2 separate regions of the Ovis aries genome follow, and region 2 is linked to region 1. The links are chromatin contacts, called in public Hi-C maps. All regions are on one chromosome and are shown on one strand. The core of a region is the stretch at or near the end of the contact, and the rest is flanking DNA. Distances in the headings are between cores, read along the strand shown. Region 1 has its middle 18 kb from the start of DCHS1. Region 2 overlaps DNHD1 (dynein heavy chain domain 1).

Evidence for each region. A called contact is a pair of places that touch in the nucleus more often than the background predicts.
Region 2: a Hi-C map of liver shows a contact between it and region 1, with 4 times the contacts expected there. The contact joins two enhancer-like sites. A contact is called at or near these places in 11 of 16 Hi-C or Micro-C datasets (blood, hypothalamus, liver and 4 more).

Annotation. Positions count from the first base shown.
Region 1 is chr15:46,127,493-46,134,496 of ARS-UI_Ramb_v3.0, reverse strand. It overlaps a transcript of MRPL17 not described here. Among named protein-coding and RNA genes, the nearest start is that of DCHS1, 18 kb to the left of the region's middle. Within about 2 kb of position 4,141, at least 53 of the 54 cell types and tissues checked have an H3K27ac peak or open chromatin away from gene starts, as enhancers often do. A contact at or near this core is called in liver, where this site is marked.
Region 2 is chr15:46,267,195-46,274,198 of ARS-UI_Ramb_v3.0, reverse strand. DNHD1 (dynein heavy chain domain 1) reads left to right here. Exons shown (of 42, transcript XM_042232612.2): 10 at 807-1,072; 11 at 1,163-1,406; 12 at 5,971-6,128; 13 at 6,618-7,004. Among named protein-coding and RNA genes, the nearest start is that of DNHD1, 28 kb to the left of the region's middle. Within about 2 kb of position 3,263, at least 2 of the 54 cell types and tissues checked have an H3K27ac peak or open chromatin away from gene starts, as enhancers often do. A contact at or near this core is called in liver, where this site is marked.

The DNA of each region.
Region 1 (7,004 bases), core at 2,892-5,391:
ACTGTTACAGAGCCTAGATTCTCACTGCCTCAAATTATTTAAGACCTGTCTATCTTTGAACCCATCAATAGCCAGGGGGTGGAAGTACCATGACTGCCTTTAGACTAATCTGGGGTGTTTGTTTGGGAATCAACCCACTGCAAGGAACTGTAACGCAATGTGGTGAATTCAGTGCATTACGGAAATACCGTAGTGGCACCTAGGGTCACTAAGTAATAAACTTGTTTGGAGATGGTCGGAGCAGTCACCCAAGAAATACCAAAAGTGTGTGTACAAGTCAGGTAGGTAAAAGGCAGGGAGTTCTCTGGGTGGTAGATGAACAAAATGTATTAAGGAAAGCCATGCACAGGGAAGGTGCTAAGTGTGTCTGACTCTTTGTGATCCTATGGACTGTAGCCTGCCAGGCTCCTCTGTCCATGGGGATTCTCCAGGCAAGAATACTGGAGTGGGTTGCCATGCCCTCCTCCAGGGAATCTTCCCCACCCAGTGTCTCTTCTGTCTCATTGGCAGGCAGGTTCTTTATTTACCACTAGTGCCACCTGGGAAGCTCACATATAGGGAAATGGTCAAAATAAGGCCTTCCATGACTCTGGAACATAAAATTAGAGACAAGAGAAGTTGGAGCAATGAGCAGATGCCTACTCACTGAGGAGAGTCAGAGTAAGGAAGCTGGACTCCTTCTCTATTGGAAAAGAAGAGCAGAGAATTAAGACAGCAGATCCCTATCACTATGGCTGCAGCGTGCAGGGAAGAACATTAGGGGACTATTGGAGTAATCCAGGATAGAGAGGTCTTGGATTTCAGACTAGGGAGGTGTGTGTACAGATTTGAGAAACACTATGGAAATAAATTTCACATGATGTGCTAATTTTACTGCAGATAATGAGTGTAATATAGTAGCCTGACTTTTGTAAGTTTCCTTTGGATTCTGGGCTTACACTGCCATTGATCTATTTAGATTAAATTTGTTACATTTTGAGGAGAATGGGCATAACTTGTGAAGCTAGAGCCTGAACAGAGAAACTTTGCAAGTAGGAGGGAATTTTTACTATATATGGGCCTCGCTTGGGAGTTTGGAATTTATTAAATAGGTGCCAGCATGGATTTGGGGGCATATTCCACCTATTTAGGTGAAGTCTTGCCATTTATAGGCCTGATTAGCGAAACTGCTATACTGTTATTTCTCTGGTGTTATCCCAGTGTTTATATTCAGTCCAGTCCAACTCTGTGACCCCATGGACTGCAGCCCATGAGACTCTCTGTCTATGGAATTTTCTAGGCAAGAATACTGGAGTGAGTTGCCATTTCCTACTTCAGAGGATTTTCCCAACCCAGGTATTGAACTCGTCTCTTGCATTGGCAGGGGAGTTCTTTACCACTGCACCAATCCCTGAGCCTTTAGTAAACGCTTTAGGGTTCACATACTCTATCTGTATAGGCAAAAACATTAAAGGGGATGCAGTGTCTCTTGAGACCACTGTGGCACTGGACATGGCCCATCAGGCTGTGAGCTCCTTGATGGCACAGGTTGTTTCTTCTCAATTCTACATCCTAATGTGTAGCCCAGGGCCCAATATATGGCCGACACTTGTTAACTAGGATATCCCTAGCGCCTAAAATGATGCTGGGTACTAGCAGATGCTGAATAAAACACTTGGGGAACTACTGAAAGCCCCAAAGGAAGGTATATTTCTCGGGCCTAAGAGGAAAAGATGTAAGAGTCCAGTCATAATCCACCTGATACCAACACTTAGAGATGTGGTTTTAATTTTAAAGAAAGTGCTTTTTCTAGGAGTCAAGGCTGACTCTAAGATATCTGGCCGAGGGGAAAGAGTTAGTGCCAAAAACGCAGAACGGGAGCAAATTTTTTTTGAGGAGCATTCAGAGTTAAATGTTAGTCAATAAATATTCTAAGTGTCTACTATATGTCACTTAAAATATAATGTCAGAAAAAGGTTTTTTGTAACAGTGCAGAAGACCAACTGGAGTAGAATAAAAGAGATATCTCTGTCAGGGGGCAGATCAGTTTCTCACTTAGGCAGCTGACCTGAAATGAGACCAGAGCAGCTGGCACTAAGGCCAGTATCTGTCTGCTAGACTGGGGAGCCCTCCACCCGCACCCTTATTATCTCAAACAGTGTATGGGTTTGGTGGGCCAAATACCCTCTGAAGGTCTGCCCTAAGATAAAAATCTTTTTTTCACTGTACTAGAAATCTGGGATCTGCTAGGCCCTGCTATCCCGTATTCGTGCAGGGATGATAGCTCCAAGACTTCCCATGACTATCTCCCAAATGAAGCCTGTGAGTGTGAGGGATGGGCAGCCTGGCTGGGCCCAGTCTGGCTTCGCAGTTCCTAGTGCACATAAAGGAACTTCCTACTTCTCACATCCTGACCATTCTGAAGACGGATTTCCTTCTTCCGAGTTCCCAGAGAGGGCCAGATTTGACAACAATGAAAACTTCCAGGAAATTCCCACGTATTTAACTTTCTAATCTTTCTTCCACTTCTACCCTCTTCTTCACCCCTCCATTCCCACCCTCAAAGGAAGGAGCTTATCCTGCAGTCAACATCCCCTGCTAAATGCTTCCACTCTCCTGGCCAGGTTGATGGTCCTCTCCTCTGAAGTCCGTTCAGGGTTTGAAGGGAGCACTTGAAGGTAACATGTGATCCTGTCCAGAAACAGAGGATTGGAACCTTGAAGGTTCCTAGGGTGCCAGAGTATTACAGAAAGTTCACTTCTAGATGTTCACCCTCCAGCCCTTCAGGAAGTAATCTTTTAAGAAATCCCAGGGGCTCAGTCTCTGTGCTAGATAACAAAACTCAATCACCTATGGGGGCCAGTTTGGAATTACAGAACACATGCCCCATATAATCAGGCATGAAGAAAAACAAAACCGTGTTAATTCAACACAACCCAGATTAAGAGCCAGAAACATGCCATGAATTTACTGCCTCATACAGACCGATGTAGAGTTCTCATTCTCCAGAAATCAGAAGGGGGGAAAACAATCAGTTTACATACATACAACGATTTTTACCTATTGTGCAAAGAAAAGGGTATCTGGCTCTCAGAAAGTTCTGGGCTCCAGACTCCAATCAGACAGTCCATTTTACAACTCAAGCTCCAGTTCTTAGAGCTGAATAGAGCTCCCAAGGCCTGTGATCACGGGCACTGATGAGGGCCACATGCCCTTTGGCTTCAGTTAAACCTCTGGTGTTTGAGCTGGGTGGGAGCTGTGGGTGCTTGCTTCCTGGTCCTGCCGCAGCCCCTGAAGCAGCTGGTTTAGGAGTGTAAGGTTGCTGTCTCTGCGTGGCAGGGGCAGGGGTGGGAGACAGTTCCCTCTGTACTCAATCACTGCCATTTTGGCCCGATCCTGCTGATTCCGATTTGGGATCTGCAGCATTCTCGTGTAGCCCCCATTCTGACCTTGGTACCGAGGGGCCAGTACTTGAAACAGCTTTGGGATCAAGTCTTTCTCCTAGAGGGGGAGAGTTTTCCAGGAGAGAGCAGAGTCAGGCACCATCACCGAGACATTAACTTTCAGCATCCCCAAAGGTAGGGTTCAAACACACACACACCCACATCCCTTCCCTCACCCTCTGACGTGGCATTATAAACTGATCAATTATGGGCAGTTGTGTAGACTGAGATTCACGTTGAACTCAACGTAGGACATATATCTCTTACTTAGTTCACATTTGTCCGTAAGTGCGTGCCTTAATTTCGCCCAATTCCCTTTCCTCTAACAACTCCCTTCCACTTAGGAATCAAAGGATAAGATCTGGGAAGTGGACAGGATGCACTCACCGTGAGCCAGAAGTCCGCCATGCGCATGGCTCGTTCGTTGGTGTCTCCCAGCTTCCCGTAGTCAATGAGCTGTGAGGACACAACATCACTCACCAAAATCCGAGCAAGAAAGGAGGCGTCAATCTTAATGCTCTAATGCCAAATTGCAACCTATTCATTCCATACTCTAGCAAAGCATGTCGCTAATTCAGGCTACCTCTAAACACGCTGTTCTAATCAGGTCTCCATTTGAGGGGCCACAGGAGTAGGTTCAGCTCATGGTAATAAGGAGACTTCCGGCACTCTTTACCAGGGCGGTCCCAATTCTTCCCCAACTCCAGCCGGATCCCGCCCCCTCAGGCCAGACCTAGGAGAGGCACAAGAGGGTCACGCCCCTTACCTTCTCGGCGTAGCCCCTCAGCTCGTCCACGCGTGCCCATGACGCCTCGATGCGTTCGTGGCGCACCAGTCCCGTAAGCAAGTTCTGCAACAGGTGAATGCGGGACTCGGGACCAAGGCCTAGACGGCGGTATACGCGGCCGTGGGAGATCGCGGCGGCGAACGACAGCCGCATGTTCCCGGCTGCTCCCCACCTCTGTGAGGCCGGAACTGGAAACTCAAAGACGCGGCCGAGAGGCGGAGCTTAGAGGACCCACGCGCCTTACGTAGCTGCGTGGTGGACGTGTTTGCGCATGTGTATCAGAGCCTGCCTCGTTGGCAGCCTTGGGGAGGGCGGGGACGGGGCGTTGACCTCGTCCGGAGGAGGAGAGATGGGCGGAGTTTGGTCTTCCGAGCGCGGCTGGTTTGCCCGGGAACCAGGCGCCCCCTGGTGTGGGATGAACAGGCCGACGGTTTCTCTGGTGCTGCGACAGTCGTCATGGGACCCCGCGCTGGGAAGCTCAGCTTGGAGCTGGCTTGTAGCGTGAGGACCTGAAGAGGAAAGTGCTTGGCGGTGTGCCAGTCCTTCAGGCCGGCGGACCTGCTTTCTGAGGCGCGGGGCGTCTGACACGCTGAGCGTGTCATTTTGAAAAGCAAATTATTTTCAGTAGTAATGGCGAAATGAATGGAATAACAATGATAGGAAAGAAATAGAGATGGTGAAAATTTTCTTTCCTTGAAGTTGTTGACTGGGAAAAAAAAAGCACAACGTAAAAGTTGAGAGTTGTTTTACCTAGCAGACAAAACTGAGGACTTGATCCCACGACACAGTAGCTAAGATAACTCTGAGAGGCTATGGTGGCAGAGGGGGGTTGTAGAAGGGGTTTGGAGTGGGTGGGGGGCAGAAAATATAAGAGATTTTGCAGGGAAGACAGGGTAGTTGGAGCATCAAAAGATTATCTTAAAGAAAGCCAGATATCTCAAGGGATTTAGTGCTTTTTCATGTATGAGAAGATGGAAGAGTCTAGGCTCACTGAGATCATTGTTTTGATATGCATCCCAGCTATTTGGGGCTAGTATGAGTGAGTTGGTGATGGACAGGGAGGCCGGGCGTGCTGCAGTTCATGGGCGGCTGAACTGACTGACTGATCCTGTTTTCTCATCCCGAGTCTCCTCAGGTTGCTCCATTCAGTGAGTGGCTGCAGTGTCTGATGATTCACTGGGGAGGGTTATGTTTCTGTCCTGAGTTTTTTTGGGGTTTACTGTGGTGGAGAGGAGGGCCTACACTGGCTGATGGCTGCAACATCGTTTCTTTACTGATGTGGCAGGTGACATTTTTAATCCACAAAGCACATCTAAGTGTTAGGTAGGTAGAACAGGGGAAAGGAGTCCAAAATGGCGGTGGCTACAGACAAGGAAAGGAAAAGCCCAGGAAAATGAAATAAAAGGTCCCAGGACTGGAGTGAGGACCTCAGGTAAAACAAACAACACTCCTGGCTGGCCCAATTTACATAGGACAGGCCCAGGGAGAGATAAACATATAAATAGAGGAGCCAGAGCCAGCTGTCTCTCTCTCCTGCGCTCTGGGGCGCTCTTCTCATGTCTTTAGATTGACGTGCCCTCACACCTCGAAGATGGATTTTCCTGCTATCTTCTAAATAAAATAGAGCTGTAACACTGATTTGTTTAAGAGCTATAACACGGTTCATTTGAGACCTGAGAGCTATAACACGGTCTATCCAAGACCTGAGAGCTGTGACACGCCGAGGGGGCTTTAATATCTGTCACTCCAAATCTTTGTTGTGACAAGACAAAGAATCGAGGAACATACACTCGCGTGACATAACCATCCTAGTTGAAGAAAAAGTGCTGTGCTCAAAGAAAAAGTAATGATTTAATATTTTTAAATTCAGTTCATTTCAGTTGTTCAGTCGTGTTTGACTCTTGACAACCCCATGGACCACAGCACGCCAGGCTTGATCCTGGCACTCTATCACCAACTCCGGGAGTTTACCCAAACTCATGTTCATCGAGTCAGTGATGCCATCCAGCCATCTCGTCCTCTGTGGTCCCCTTCTTCTGCCCTCAATCTTTCCCAGCATCAGGGTCTTTTCAAATTAGCCAGCTCTTTGCATCATTTTGAAAAAAATTACATCACTGTGTTTTTTATCTTAAAAGGGAAAAACATACGTATGCATTTATGTGTTAAATAAATGAACAAAAGCATTATAGTTTCTGGTTTTGAGCCTTTGTGTCAGCTGATTTGCAATGACTTAGTCAAAATTGTTCTTTGTTATGTATTCAGATGTGTCCCCCCCCGCAAAAATTATATGCTAAGTCCCACCCGACCCCCACACCTCCTGTATCTCCTTCACCCAATACCTCAGGATGTGACTTTCTGTGGAAATAGAGTGCTTGCAGATGTAATTGGTTAAGATGAGGTCATACTGGACTAGTTCAGTTCAGTTCAGTCGCTCAGTTCAGTCGTGTCTCACTCTTTGCAACCCCATGGACTGCAGCTGGACTAGGATGGATGCCTAATCCAAAATGGCTGGTGTCCTTATAAAAAGAACACTTGTGAAGAGACAGAGACACACAAGGACAATGCTATGTCACCAGGAAGGCAGAGATCAGAGTTGTCTAATACAAGACAAGGATTCTGGCAAACATAAGAAACATAAGAGCAACGGAAACTGTCAAGTGTCCTGTTGGGAGGCTCTGAAGAGTTGTGGTCCTTTATGTCTCAGTGCAGAAAGAATTCAGCGAGAGGCAAAGTGCTAGATAAGAATTGATTTATTAGGATAGGACACTTGTGAGACGTACAAGCAGGCAGACGAG
Region 2 (7,004 bases), core at 2,014-4,513, 140 kb before region 1:
AATACCAAAGTTGGCAATTAACCAGTTTCTAAGAATTAAGGCGAAGGCCGATTTCAAGGGTGTTCCTTAGGACAGGTGCTGAGGACTGGCTTGCTCAGCTTCCTTCCGCACCTCCTCCTCTGTTCTGCATTTCTGAAACTGCGTTTCTCAGACCTCCTCGAGGCTGGGAGTCATAGGTTATTTAGAGCTATATGTGACTTCAGTTCAGAATTGAGGTAAGTAGGGGAGAGAGGCAGGACGCATGCCATCTGTTCTGCTGGTGGGGCTCGTAATCGTTTATGATCATGTGTTTATGTAGCTGGTGGTATGGCGATGACATCCCAATTTGCCAGGCAGCACAAATCCCTAAACACTTGGCCTAGAGTGTTTTTGATTTTCAGTTCTTGCAGTCACTCACAACTCATGTGATTTTATAAAATAATTGCTCATACTGGGCTACTTATACTGGGCTTCCCTGGATTGGGAAGATCCCCTGGAGAAGGGAGTGGCTACCCAATCCAGTATTCTTGCCTGGAGAATCCATGGACAGAGGTGCCTGGCAGGCTACAGTCAATGGAAGAGTCGGACACGACTGAGCGACTAACGCTTTCACTGCATATGCTAGCTAGAGTAAATTTTGCCGTCTGCGTCTAAACCCTAACAGATTCCCTGGCACTATGCTTATGATATAGATGTATGTGTAAACTCACTCATGAGCAGAGAATGTGTAAGGTGTGTAATGTGGTGTCCACACTCAGGGTAGAGGGAGAAGTTGTATGTGGTCCCTGGAGGGCACTCATGGGCAATCATGGTATGTCCCCCACTAGATGAAGATGAAGAGGACTACTCAGACTCAGACTTCATGATGCCCAAGTTCCAGGGCCAGCCCAGCGATGCTGTGGACGTCTTCTGTGGCCCGAATATAGGATTGGTGTGGCCCTGGAAATCTCGCACAGTTACTGAAGCCCTGGAGGTCCATGGGCACCGGCTTCGGGGCCAGTACTCGCCCCTCGATTATAAGCAGCTGCAGGAGGACCTGGACAACAGCCCCCAAATCCAGCAGGCGCTGGCTGTCCAACAGGCCCTGCTGGAGGTGAGGACAGAGGCTCAAGGAATGGGATGGTGGCCACCGGTTCCTGTCACCGCCGCCCACCTCTGCCCTAAGCCCCTCATCTGCCTCTAGGACATGCTGCAGGAGGTGCAGGAATTCTGCAGGGATTACCATTGGATGACAGGCATTTATGAGTTCCTGCAAGCCTGGGGGTGTCAAAAGCTGGAGTCTATGAGAGGTTATCCTATCAAGAACTATGTGATGCTGGTGACCCGCCTGAACGCTTGGCAGGCCCAAGTCTCCAGGATACCCATGGAGTTGATCACAAGAGGCAGGCTGCTGCTGCTGAGCTGCCGCAACATACAGGCAGAGATGGGTGAGTGCTGCTTAGTCTCCGTTCTCGGTTTTTTTAAATTTTATGTATTTATTTATTTGTGGCTGCACTGGGCCTTCGTTGCTGCACGCCGCGGCCTTTCTCTGCTTGCAGCGAATGGGGGCTGCTCTCAGGTTACGGTAGCCCTCTTGAGTAGGGGCTTCTCACTGCAGTGGTTTCTCTTGTGGAGCACAGGTTCTAGCCATGCGTGCTTCAGTAGTTGCAGCGTGCGTGTGTGCTCAGGTGCTAAGTCATGTCTGACTCTTTGCGACCCTTATGAACTGTATTCTGCCAACCTCCTCTGTCCACAGGGTTTCCCAGGCAGGCATACTGGAGTGGGTTACCATTTCCTCCTCCAGGGGATCTTCCTTAGCCAGGGATCGAACCTGCATCTCCTGTCTCCTGGGTTGTCAGGAGGCTTCTTTAACTACTGAGCCACCTGCGAAGCTCGGTAGTTGCATCCTCACTAGTTGTGGCACCTGGGTACAGTTGCCCCATGGCATGTGGAGTCCAGGGATGGAGCCTGTGTCCCCTGCCCTGGCAAGCGGTTTCCTAACCACTGGACCACCAACGAAGTCCTGTCCTCCCTTCTCTCCTTCGCCTTCTGTGCCTTATCCACACGGCCCTCCCTGGGCCTTCAGTGTCCCCCAGAGACCTTTGGTGCAGGAACTAGTAGAACCTCCCAAAGCCCCAGTCCCATCCTTCCCTTTGCCAACTGTCCACTACGGGGGGCAGCCTCTCCATCTGTTTTGGCCCAGCTCGTCCCCCATACTTCTCAGGAAAGGTGTCTCTGTCACCTGACATTTTCTGTTCTTATGGTGTGGAAGGAGTCAGACCAAATGTGGCTGAGGAAAATCTTTGCTTGCTCCTTAGGCTAGGAGAACTCAGTTTCTTTACTGAGATTCTCAGGAATCAAGGGTGCCCTCTCTCCACATGTAGCAGTCAAAATTGACACCACGATTTGTATGTATAAAAGTTACTCTCTTTAACTGATCTTGGCTTGTTCTGTAGCCTTAAATTCTGCTGATGGTGAAAGAACAGACAGTTGGCCCTCCATATCTGTATGTTCTATGTCTGTGGGTAAAATTCCAGAAAGTCCCAAAAAAGCAAAACTCGAACCGACAACTGTTTATGCAGCATTTACACTGTATTTACAACTATTTACATAGCATTTACATCGTTTTAGGTGTTATAAGTAAGCTAGAGATGATTTAAGGGGCTTCGCACGTAGCGCTAGTGGGAAAGAATCTGCCTATCAATGCAGAAGACGTAAGAGATGCAGGCTCAGTCCCTGGGTTGGGAAGATCTCCTGGGGGAGGGCATGACAACCCAATCCAGTATTCTTGTCTGGAGAGTCCCAAGGACAGAGGAGCATGATGGGCTACAGTCCATAGGGTCGCACAGAGTCGGACATGACTGAAGTGACTTAACTTAGCACACAGCACAGAGATGATTTAAAGTACACAGGGGGACATGTATAGGTTATGTGCAAATACTGTGCCATTTCATAAGGGAACTGAGCATGTGTGGATTTTGGTATCCTCAGGAGTCCTAGAACCAATTCCCCTAAGGACAACTGTATTCCAATTGAAAGTGAACACTTTTTTTTTTTCATTTAAAGTAGGACTTTTGGTCTAATTCAGTCTATTTGGAGTAATTGGTCAATTCAAAATTCATACTACGGTTCTCGGTTGTTCTGTTTCTCAAGCGTCCTCAGCTCATTTTCCTCCCCAGGGTGGCACCTGGCATTGGAGAGGGCTTCAGGGCCATGTGCTCTTCTTGGCTGGCTTCTGTTGACTTCCCTGAGGTCTCTGCCCTTCTGACCTTGCTGCTTCCGGTGCAGCTGTGTCCTGAGCTGGAGTAACTGGCCTGTGTTCTCTCAGCTGGTAGGAGCCCAGAGTGTCTGCCCTTGCTGACCTGGCTCTGCATTGTCTCCTGCTGACACCACATGTCCTTGGGGTTTTAGTGAACCCTTCATCCAGTCTTTGTCCTAGGCTGGCCACCCCCATAGCTTCTGCTGTAGGGCCCCTCGCCCCTCAACCCAGGAACACCATCCGGGCCTGCTGGCTATCAACTCTTCACTGTCTCCTGTGTCCACTGCCGTCTGGGAGCTGTGGGGTCTTGGGAACATTATCTTTGATCCTCTTTCTCACGCCCTGTTTTCTGCTCTGCTGTGACTGTCTCATGTCACACGCGTATAAGGGCACCCTGCAAGAGGGTCATCTCCCCAGAGTGATTACATGGAAAGTGGAGCTCAGGCTCAATTGCTATCTATTCGCCCCTCAGCCCATCTCAGTTTCCCACTTCAGGTGTCTACCTACCCACACGAGGCCAAGGCCCAGTTGTTGGTCTCCCTGGATCTCTGAGAAGTCTGGTTTAAGAAGTAGCCTCGCTCCTCTTTCCTCTTCTTCCCTTCCTATGGGAAGCGTGTCTTACACTACTGTTTGCTGGCTAAGTGCCTCCACCCAGGAGATGGCTGTGGAGAGACACAGAGCACAGTAGATTGGGAAGCTGGTTCCTCTAGGAAATTGAGAGGTTCTGTTTTTTGACCTAACACCCCCAGATGGCAATGTCTGCTTCCTGCAGAGAGTAGGTACTTTCAGACCCATGCCCTCTAGGCCTGCTTGGTTTATGAAGGTGAGAGGCTTTGGAGCTGGGCCTCAAAGTGCTTGCATGCCTAGCTCTCCCTGCCTTTGCCCCTCCACAGATGAAAGCACAGGCTTCCTTAGGTATCTCCTAGGTGACAGAATTCCCTACACTTATCCCCGCCCTCCCTCCTAAATGTACAGAGGGTTCAGGCTAGCCAGGCAGAAGCAGGAGGGCCTGTGATTGGCCTGCTTTCTTTCTGACCCTGGTTGCAGTGGGCTTTGCTCCACTCTTGCTCAGGAAGTCGGTGTTCTTTCTAATTTGTTGACTTCTTTGTCCTTAATCCAAGGTCAACTGACCTCTTTAAGAGGAACAGATGGAGAGAGAAAAGTGCTGGGTTCAGAACTGTGACTCTGTTTTTACTGGTTTGCATGACTTCATATCACTGAGCTTCAGTTTATTTGTAACATGGACATAATAATGTAGCCATTCACTGGGTTATGGGAAGGAGGATTAAATGAGATACTATTTGCAATATTCCTAGCATTGACTATGGCATGTAGCAAATGCTTAATTTTTCTTTCATTTCACCTTGTTCCCTTCTGTTCACTTTCATCCTTCTTTCATCCTTCTAGTTTTATCTATTTATCCTACGACTTTGCTCCTCTTCTATCTGGGCTCCATTTAATAGAGAATGATAATGAGTTGGCCTCAACAGAATCTTGAGTTTCTCAAGATTTTTCTCACCCATCTCCCTAATTCCACCACATCCAACCTGTCACCAAATCCTTTCCATTCTTCTGCCTCCTAAGTATCTCTCAAATGTCTTTTCCCATCCATCTCCAACTTGCAACCCGGAGGAATCCTGGTATATTATCAGTCCACTGCTCCCTCTTACCACATGGTGTCACTGTTGAGCTCTTGGTCTTCACCAACCTGGTGCTGCTGTTCAGAAAGCAGCACCATTGCGATGGTCTAGCTACTGTCAGAGGCCAGTGGGACAGTTTGGAAAAGGATAAGTTCACATCTTTGTGTTCTGTTCAAACTTGAGTACACCTTGGAGGTTTTCTCGTCTTGGTTTTCTCAGTTTCAGCTCTTGGTGCCAATTCCTATCAGTTACTTTCTTCAAAACCCTATCGGATCCATTCCTTGTATGTCTCAATTATATGCATCTTGTATATCTCAAAGATGCTCATGAAAGATGAGTCAGTTTACTTTTAACCCTTCAAAGTATAAAATATAGCAAGTTGGAAACAGGCTGCCAGAGTCTGAATCCTTGCTCTACCATATGAGCCATCATACTGGTATTATTCCTGTCCTTGGCCACAGTGGAGTTGTTCATATTGCCAAAGCCAGCTTCCAAGATCATCTTCCGGTCGCAAATCCACCTGACAGCTTCTTTCCTTTAATCCTTAAAAAATAAAAGGCAAAGTGCACACTCTTCTTGGTCCTTCTGCTACAGCAGATGCAGTAAGACTCCTCAGATGCAAACTGTTTATCTGCGGTGGGCATTCTGCTTATCATGGACATGGTGTTCCCTTGCCTTTGCACATGCTTTCATCCACGTGCCCGTGGGAGCCTTAACCACTTTAGTACAGTCAGCTCCAGTGCCCCCTGGGGACGCCTCCCCCAGTCTCCTCAGGCTTCCTTCCTCTTCACTGAGCCAGGTTGAGGGCTGGCTGAAGAGCATTTATTGCACCGATACGTGATTGTCCATTTATATGTTTGTCTCTACTGCCATATTGTGAGCTTCTCTGGGTGAGAACCTTTCTGTCTCTCTCATCACCCTTGTCTGCTGGTGCCCAGCACGGGCCCCAGTGAACTGCAGCTAATGACACCAGGCAGGGGTCCAGTATGTGTCCAGTGACTGAGGGAGCCAGTTCATGCGCTGGCTTCCCCTTCAACCTGCTCTCAGTCCAGCCTCCCCTGGATGCTCCCTGGCCACTACAGCCCCTCACGCCTCACTCTCTCCTGTCTTCAGAATCCAAGCTGGTAAACATCAGGAAGGACATTCTTGAACAGGTACAGAATGAGTGCCAGAGCCGCAGTCAGCAGCTAATAACAGAGCTCACGGGTTTCATGAAGGCCTTCCAAACCATCAACTCAGACATCCACTCCATCGCATGGTGCTCCCAGAAGGTGGGTGCTCCCCATCCTTCCTCCCCAGCTTATCCAGGGCCATCCCGCTCACGTGCTAAGCACACTCCCTTCCGGTCTCTGCTGAGCTCCCAGTGGGGCTCTATGCCCTTAAACTGCATCCACCTCTGTGACCTGCCCTGGCCAGTTCTCACCCTGTTCACGTGGTCCTCAGTATCCTCATGAAATGGGGAGGCCCTGATGTGATGAGAGACAGTCCTGCTTTCAGAGAGAGAGTTCTGCTCTCTGTATGTTTAAGTAGAGATCCATTGCCCTGTCCTCAGGGCAACGACTTGATGGAGGAGGAGCTGTGCTGTCTTCAGGGAGACCTTGGTCAGATGAGGATCTGCTCTTGGACTGCCCTGATCTCGGCGGGTTAAAAGGCAACTGCTAGGACCTGGAGCCTCTAGCAGGAGGGAGTGCCCCTCAGGATGGGTGCAGAGAGGTGCACAGGGCTGTGTGGGCGCTGGTCTCATGCTGTCATCCCTGCAGCTGAATGAGGCCAACGAGCGGTACGCTGAGCTGGAGGAGCAAATGGAATACACGCGGTCACTCTATGAGCTCATCCGCAACCACTTTGGCCTCTTCAGTGCTGAGAATGAAGCACTGGACATCTCGGTGAGAAGGCATCTCCTCTGCCCCACCCGCTGCTCCTCCCCCCATCCCCCAGCTCTGCTTGACCACCCTCTGCCTGCCCCTCAGCTTATGGACACGTGGGAGTCATTCCAGTATGAGAAAAGCCAGGCCTCAGAGTTCCTGCTCAGCAAGCGGCATGCCATCGTGCCCAAGCTGCAGCAGCTGATGGCCACGGCACTGGCGGAGCTGGAGGGCATGATTGAGAAGGCCCTGTCTGGTCCGTTCATGGACCCTGCACAAGAG